2 separate regions of the Triticum aestivum genome follow, and region 1 is linked to region 2. A link is a contact called in public Hi-C data. All regions are on one chromosome and are shown on one strand. The core of a region is the stretch at or near the end of the contact, and the rest is flanking DNA. Distances in the headings are between cores, read along the strand shown.

The links. A called contact is a pair of places that touch in the nucleus more often than the background predicts.
Region 1: a contact with region 2 is called in a Hi-C map of leaf, with 3 times the contacts expected there. The contact joins the promoter of LOC123168027 here to the enhancer-like site in region 2. A contact is called at or near these places in 5 of 5 Hi-C or Micro-C datasets (leaf, root and an unstated tissue) and 1 of 1 datasets of contacts at active chromatin or transcription factors (leaf).

The regions. Positions count from the first base shown.
Region 1 is chr7D:453,887,068-453,890,127 of IWGSC CS RefSeq v2.1, forward strand. It overlaps LOC123168027 (palmitoyl-acyl carrier protein thioesterase, chloroplastic), which reads left to right and starts at 1,277. Exons shown (of 7, transcript XM_044585890.1): 1 at 1,277-1,449; 2 at 1,875-2,438; 3 at 2,532-2,665; 4 at 3,051-3,060. The coding sequence starts at 1,935.
Region 2 is chr7D:453,815,194-453,818,510 of IWGSC CS RefSeq v2.1, forward strand. It overlaps the pseudogene LOC123171161. Among protein-coding and RNA genes, the nearest start is that of LOC123168978, 10 kb to the left of the region's middle. Within about 2 kb of position 1,353, at least 2 of the 8 cell types and tissues checked have an H3K27ac peak or open chromatin away from gene starts, as enhancers often do. A contact at or near this core is called in leaf, where this site is marked.

The sequences.
Region 1 (3,060 bases), core at 27-2,526, 72 kb after region 2:
GGTCCTAGTTCATCAATTAGAGCCTAGCTTAGGTCCTCTAATCCTCATAATTAGAAGTTCGGTGTGATTCTAATCTTCTCCCTCTAATTCTCCGACGACGATTAGCTCTGCACAGCGAAGCGCTGCCGGATCGTGAAGACCGTACGCTTGCAACCAAGTAGAGAGGCCGTGCTTTCGGTCTTTCGTCCGAGGGATCGTTCGTGGGCAGTTTGCAGGATCTCATCTACGGTTCGAGGGACTCCAAGTACAATCTACACCGACTCGTCTACTTCCGTTGCTACTCGGAGTCGATAACGATTGTGATCCAAACCGTTTATGCATATTCATATTGTTCCTGGGTGTTCGTAGAGTGATTTTTTTTTGTTTTCTAATATTTTTTCCAACAGGACACGCCTTGAAGTTTGAAATAAATGTAGAAAAATGCCACCACCCGTGCCAAATTTAGGACTTGAACCTGGGTGAACAGATTCCACCATAAGGAACTTAGTCATCCGAGCTATGCATGGTTCGCTGCACGACATTATGCGTCATTTGGATCACAGATTCTAAGAACGCAGGAAAAGAAAAAAAACACAAGAATTGGATATTGATGCATATGTAAAGCAGAGGGTTGGAAAACGTAGAAATTTTGCAGGCTTGTGCGTTTGGTTCGCGGAAATCCTAATAATCAGTGAAATCATATCAAACCACATGAAAATGTATAATTAGCATGTTATTGTGCCACTACGAATCTCAGTCTTATTCTTCGTGTGTAGAATTTTGAAAGAGAGGTCCCGATGGATTATAAAATTCCTGCGTTTTTCCTCTGAATCCGAGACCACATAAATTTTTTCTTCACTTTTACTTTGCTACATTTCTTTGAACCAGAGGCTTGAATAGTCCCATCGTAGTATTTTTCCCCCTATTCTTATGCGTTTCTTTACTTTTCCTTTGATCCAAAAGAGACTTTAGAATGCTTTATGAATACATTTTTTTTGACATGTTTCTGAACAATATTTAATCCCACGGCCTTGGTCGCGCCACATGCATGCTATCCGCTTGATCTTACTATATTTCCCAATTTCCCACGTTTCTCTCCCGTGCCCGTGCCGGTGCCCACAGCACCAGCCACCACAGCGTTCATTACTCGAGGAGTGGACAGGTAGGATCACATCAACATCTCCTGTTTCGTACTCCATCCTATCCGTCCGTCCGCCCTCCAGACTCCAGGGAGTCCAGGGGCAGAACCGTCACCCCCCCTACAAAGCTGGTCTCCTTTTAAAGTCCGCGGTGGCAGAGCACACCCTACCCCTGTGACAGAGGAGAAAACAGAGGCACCCGGCCCCGCCCCGACACAGCGCGACCCAAGCCGCCAGAATACAAACCACCGCCCCGCCCGCCTCCTCTCCCCTCGGCGCCCGCGGCCGAGACCCGCCGCCTCCGTCGTCGTCTCCTCCTACCCCCGAAAAGGTAGGTCTCCTCGCCCCCACCGCACTCGTTCATTGGGGAGGGCGGTTCTTGGTCGGATACGCCCGGGAGCAACATGCGGCGAGGCTGTCGGTCCGGCGCCGCCTCTTTTCTGGGCGCTGCTTGGCTGTTCCGGACCCGGCAGCCGCGGATTCGCGGGGGGTTAGGATCTCTGCTGCCCTCGCCGGATCTCGAGCTTAGGAGGGGTTCGGGTGTTCCGTTTGGCGCCTCTTTTTTCCTGGCCTGAATCTTCTTCTCTTTTGCTCTGGTTGCCGTTACTGCGCGGTTCGCCTTCACCCTCGGTTCCTGCCCGTATGCTGCTGTTGTTGCCAGTAGTTAGCTTCCATGGCGCCTCTGCACTGCGCTTATGCTATTTCTTAGCTGTCTTTTTTTTACCGTTGCTGATGTTTTTCTTGTTTGAAATTCAGGCTGAGATCGCCGGTTCGCGGGCCATTTGATTTGGCGCGCGCTTTCTAGCCGTGCTTCCCATGGCCGGGTCCATCGCGGCCGCGGCCTTCTTCCCGGGGCCGCCGGCACCGCCGCCGCCCAAGAGCGCCCTCGGCGAGCGCCCGGACAGCCTGGACGTCCGCGGCATGGCCGCGAAGCAGGCCTCGTCGTCCTCCGCCGTGAGGGCCGGCAGGACGCGCGCCCACGCGGCCGTCCCCAAGGTGAACGGCGGCGGCGGCAAGTCGGCGCTGGCGGACGCGGAGCACGATGCCATGCCCTCGGCCGCGCAGCCGAGGACGTTCTACAACCAGCTGCCCGACTGGAGCATGCTCCTCGCGGCCATCACCACCATCTTCCTGGCCGCCGAGAAGCAGTGGACGCTGCTCGACTGGAAGCCCAAGCGGCCCGACATGCTCGTCGACACGCTGGGTTTCGGCACGATTGTACACGACGGCGTCATGTTCAGGCAGAACTTCTCCATCAGGTCCTACGAGATTGGGGCCGACAGGACGGCGTCCATTGAGACGCTCATGAACCATCTGCAGGTGAGTTTCTTGCCGCGGTTTCGAGGCGTAACAAGACTGCTCTATCTGGTTATTGGGCACTGACATATTTTTCTATTTTTGGGTGTGATGCAGGAAACTGCACTCAATCATGTGAAGGTCGTTGGGCTTCTAGGAGACGGTTTTGGCTCAACCCCGGAGATGAGTAAACGGAACTTGTTCTGGGTTGTCAGCCAAATGCAGGCCATCGTCGAGCGTTATCCATGCTGGTATATCTCACACACTAGCATTTCCCTTTTCCTTTTGTTCTCTTATATAATTTGAGCTTGAATAGGTTTTACAATAATCTTTGGAACAATCAGTGCGGTTAAGGGGAGTTTTCGAGTTGTTTAACAAATGAATGTGAAAGTGATGCTCCATAATAGCGTCTGCTTTATGTCATAATTATTAGGTCAGCAATTCCCACCTGTCATGGTGTGTGCAGGCAGCAGACTTTCAGTATTTGATGCAGAGAGGCCTTCTTTGAATCTCTTAGTGTCATGTGTTACATTTATTGGCAGATGTCAAAAACGTTTAATTTTGTTAGCTGAAAGTTGTATGTCGCCATAAGGAGTTGCTTTTTTATTGTTTTAATTCATTTGGTTTTCATTGCAGGGGTGACACT
Region 2 (3,317 bases), core at 103-2,602:
GGGCCTGGGCACGCCAACCTGCGCAGGGTGCTGGCTCATGGGCACGATCAAGTAGGAGCTGGCCGGCGCCCGCGCGCCCCAGTTGCCAGCGGGGTACGGGACCTGCGCGGACCGGTGCGCAGCCGAAGGCAATTGCGGCTGTGGCGCCCGCCCCTGCTTCGTGAGCTCCATCGCGCTGCTGCAGACACCAGGCACACGCACGCGCCGAAAGGTGAGACAGTCCATGGCGGAAGGGAGAGTTAGCTAGGGTTGTTCTAGCACGCCGTGCGAACGAACTGCTCGGCGAGGAAAAACGGCGCGTGGGTGCGCAATGCGGGTTTCTCGGAGAGCTCACCTCGGTGCCGTCGGAGCGAGGCGGTGCAGAGGCCGGAGGGCGGCGGTGGCGGAGCGGAGGCTTGGTGGAGGGCCTGGGTGGTGGGGTCCGTGGTAGGGTTCGAGGATTTGGGGGTTTTGCGCTTCTGGGCGCGGTGGGGACGAAGGAGACGCCGGTGAAGGTGAAGGGTGCCTCCGCAGCACGCCGGCACGCGTGGGTGCGGCGTGGGCAAAATGCTGGTTGCTGGGCCTTGGAAGCCATCGCTTTGAGCCCGCGAATGTGCAAGATTTGTTGTTTGAGCCCACGAATGTGCAAGTGTCGTGATTATTGAGTTTTTTTTTTCTTCTTTTTCCCGGGGGACGTGATTATTGAGTTGGGCTTCCTGAGTAAACTTCCTCCACCTTCGCTTGTCTCTGTCGCTCGGCCCTCTCAGTCTGACTTATAAGAATCCCTTTTTTTTTGGCAGTAACTGAGTTATAAGAATCTGCAGGAGGCAATGGGCAATGTGGCTTCTCGTTTTGCCTTTTTACGTGAGACGAGTACGTGATGAAGTAGTTCACGCAACATACGTACAAACGAAACGATCTTACCTAATCACTCGCAACAACCAACAACAAACCAGATATTAGCAGCAGTTTAGCATATGACTCCCTCCCCTTGACTTCAGAGTTGAGATAAAATCGCCGCCTATGTCCCCACCCCACACACCGCGCGTGCTACATCGGAGTATATTTTTAACCACGCATCACCCACTCCCGACGGTCAACCCGCCCGGCCCGCCCGGCTCGCCGCGGCCGGCGGCCGTCGCCGTCGCGCGGTGCCGTCGATTTGATTAACCGCGCGTCTTCACTGACGTACGTCGATCAGTTTAGCTACAGCGTGCAGACCAACGACGGTCCAACCAGCCCTCAATGCGGGGCGGGCGGGGCGGGCCGTCGTTGCTGCCGCCACGCGCGGCACGGCCGATGAGTCTAGTTGGGGAGGTTGGTTGGTTGGTTGCTACTTGCTAGCCGTGCCTGTCTCCCACTTGGCCCGATCGAGTCGCTGTAGCCCGGTCTCCGGGGTACGCTGGAATGCAGCTGCGTGATGTCCACGGGCCACCCTCGAAGGAGAGACGTATGTGCCGCCGGGATCCGCGCTGCTTCGTACGTGGACGAACGACGCTCGACCTCCAGTCCATCAGGCCAATAATCCGTCGGCAGATTTGGGTGCTGCTACTAGTCGCGGTTGAGGTGACTGACTCCGGAGGCGCCACCGCGGTCCACGCATGCATTGCATGGGGTCAATCGGGGCGTGCTCGCTCGGGTGCTTCTGCTGTCAAGCTTCTCTCGGCGTCTAACGTAACACCTGCATGGCTAGAAGCTAAGGCTCCATGTAAGCACAGATTAGAGTATAAATTTCGATTTCCTTTTTAAGAAAAATCGATTTGAACCAGGTATGCTCGACACCTGTGATGCAGTACATGCTGAAACGTGAATTATTTTCTGCACGGGCTTTGAACAAGATTTTGAAAAGCACCTACTTTACCCTTTCAACCACGTGTTAGCACTTTCTCGCAAAAAAAAAAACCACGTGTTAGCACTTGAAGTGGTTCATACGTGATAACCCCACAAGTAAGGGCAATGTAACATTCTCTCCTTGATCAGAAGTCAAGCTTGGTAACATGCCGCCTAACCGCTAGCTTCCTATCAAAAGACACAGCAGCCTCCTCCCCTAAAAAATTAGGGTTCCTCGGCCTCCCGTCGTCTCCGCTGGCCTTAGGGTCATGGGTGCGGTGGATCTCGGCCCTTGTCGGTGGGAGAGCTCTGTCCTTATACTCCCTCATTCCGGAAAAGCTTATCCCTTAAATGGATGTATCTAGTCTAGATACATCCATTTGAGGGACAAACTTTTTCGGACGGAGAAAGTATGTGTTTTTGAGTTTTGTTAGGGTTCCTGTCCTGCTTGGGAAGATGAGATGGTAGTGGCTCCCTGAAGATGGAATAAAGTTTTGTTGCCAAAAAAACTAAAACAAGTTTTGCCCAGCTCCGGCAAGGGAGGGGCGATGACGGCGGCACGCCTTCGGCTCGCTTCAGTGCTTGTAGTCGTCGCTACGTGGTATACGGATTTGGATGTAATTTTTATTATTTCTAGTGTTCGTTATACTGCCATGATTGAAGATGAATAGCTCGAAAGTTTTTTCGCCAAAAAAAACTAAAACAAGTTTTGCCTGGCTCCAGCAAGGATGACGGCGCGCGGCGCGCCTTCGGCTCGCTTCAGTGCTTGTAATCGTCGCTAGGTGGAATACGGATTTGGGTAATTTTTTATTATTTCTAGTGTTCGTTATACTGCCATGATTGAAGATGGATAGCTCGAAAGTTTTTTCGCCAAAAAAAACTAAAACAAGTTTTGCCTGGCTCCGGCAAGGATGACGGCGGCGCGTCTTCGGCTCGCTCCAGTGTTTGTAGTCGTCGCTAGGTGATATACAGATTTGGATGTAATTTTTATTATTTCTAGTGTTCGTTATACTGCCATGAATGAAGATGAATAGCTCGAAAGCTTTTTTGCCAAAAGAAAACTAAAACAAGCAGTTTTGCCCGGCTCCGGCAAGGATGACGGCGGAGCGCTTTTGGCTCGCTTCAGTGCTTGTAGTCGTCGCTAGGTGGTATACGGATTTGGATGTAATTTTTATTATTTTTAGTGTTCGTTATACTGCCATGATTGAAGATGAATAGCTCAAGTTTTTTCGCAAAAAGAAAAACTAAAACAAGTTTTGCTCGGCTCCGGCGAGGGAAGGGCCATGACGGCGGCGCGCCTTCGGCTCGCTTTAGTGCTTGTAGTCGTCACTAAGTGGTATACGAATTTGGATGTATTTTTTATTATTTCTAGTGTTCGTTATACTGCTATGATTGAAGATGAATAGCTCGAAAGTTTTTTCGCAAAAAAAAACAAACTAAAACAAGTTTTGCCTGGCTCCGGCGAGGGAGGGGCGATGATGACGGCGCGCCTTCGGCTCGCTTCAGTG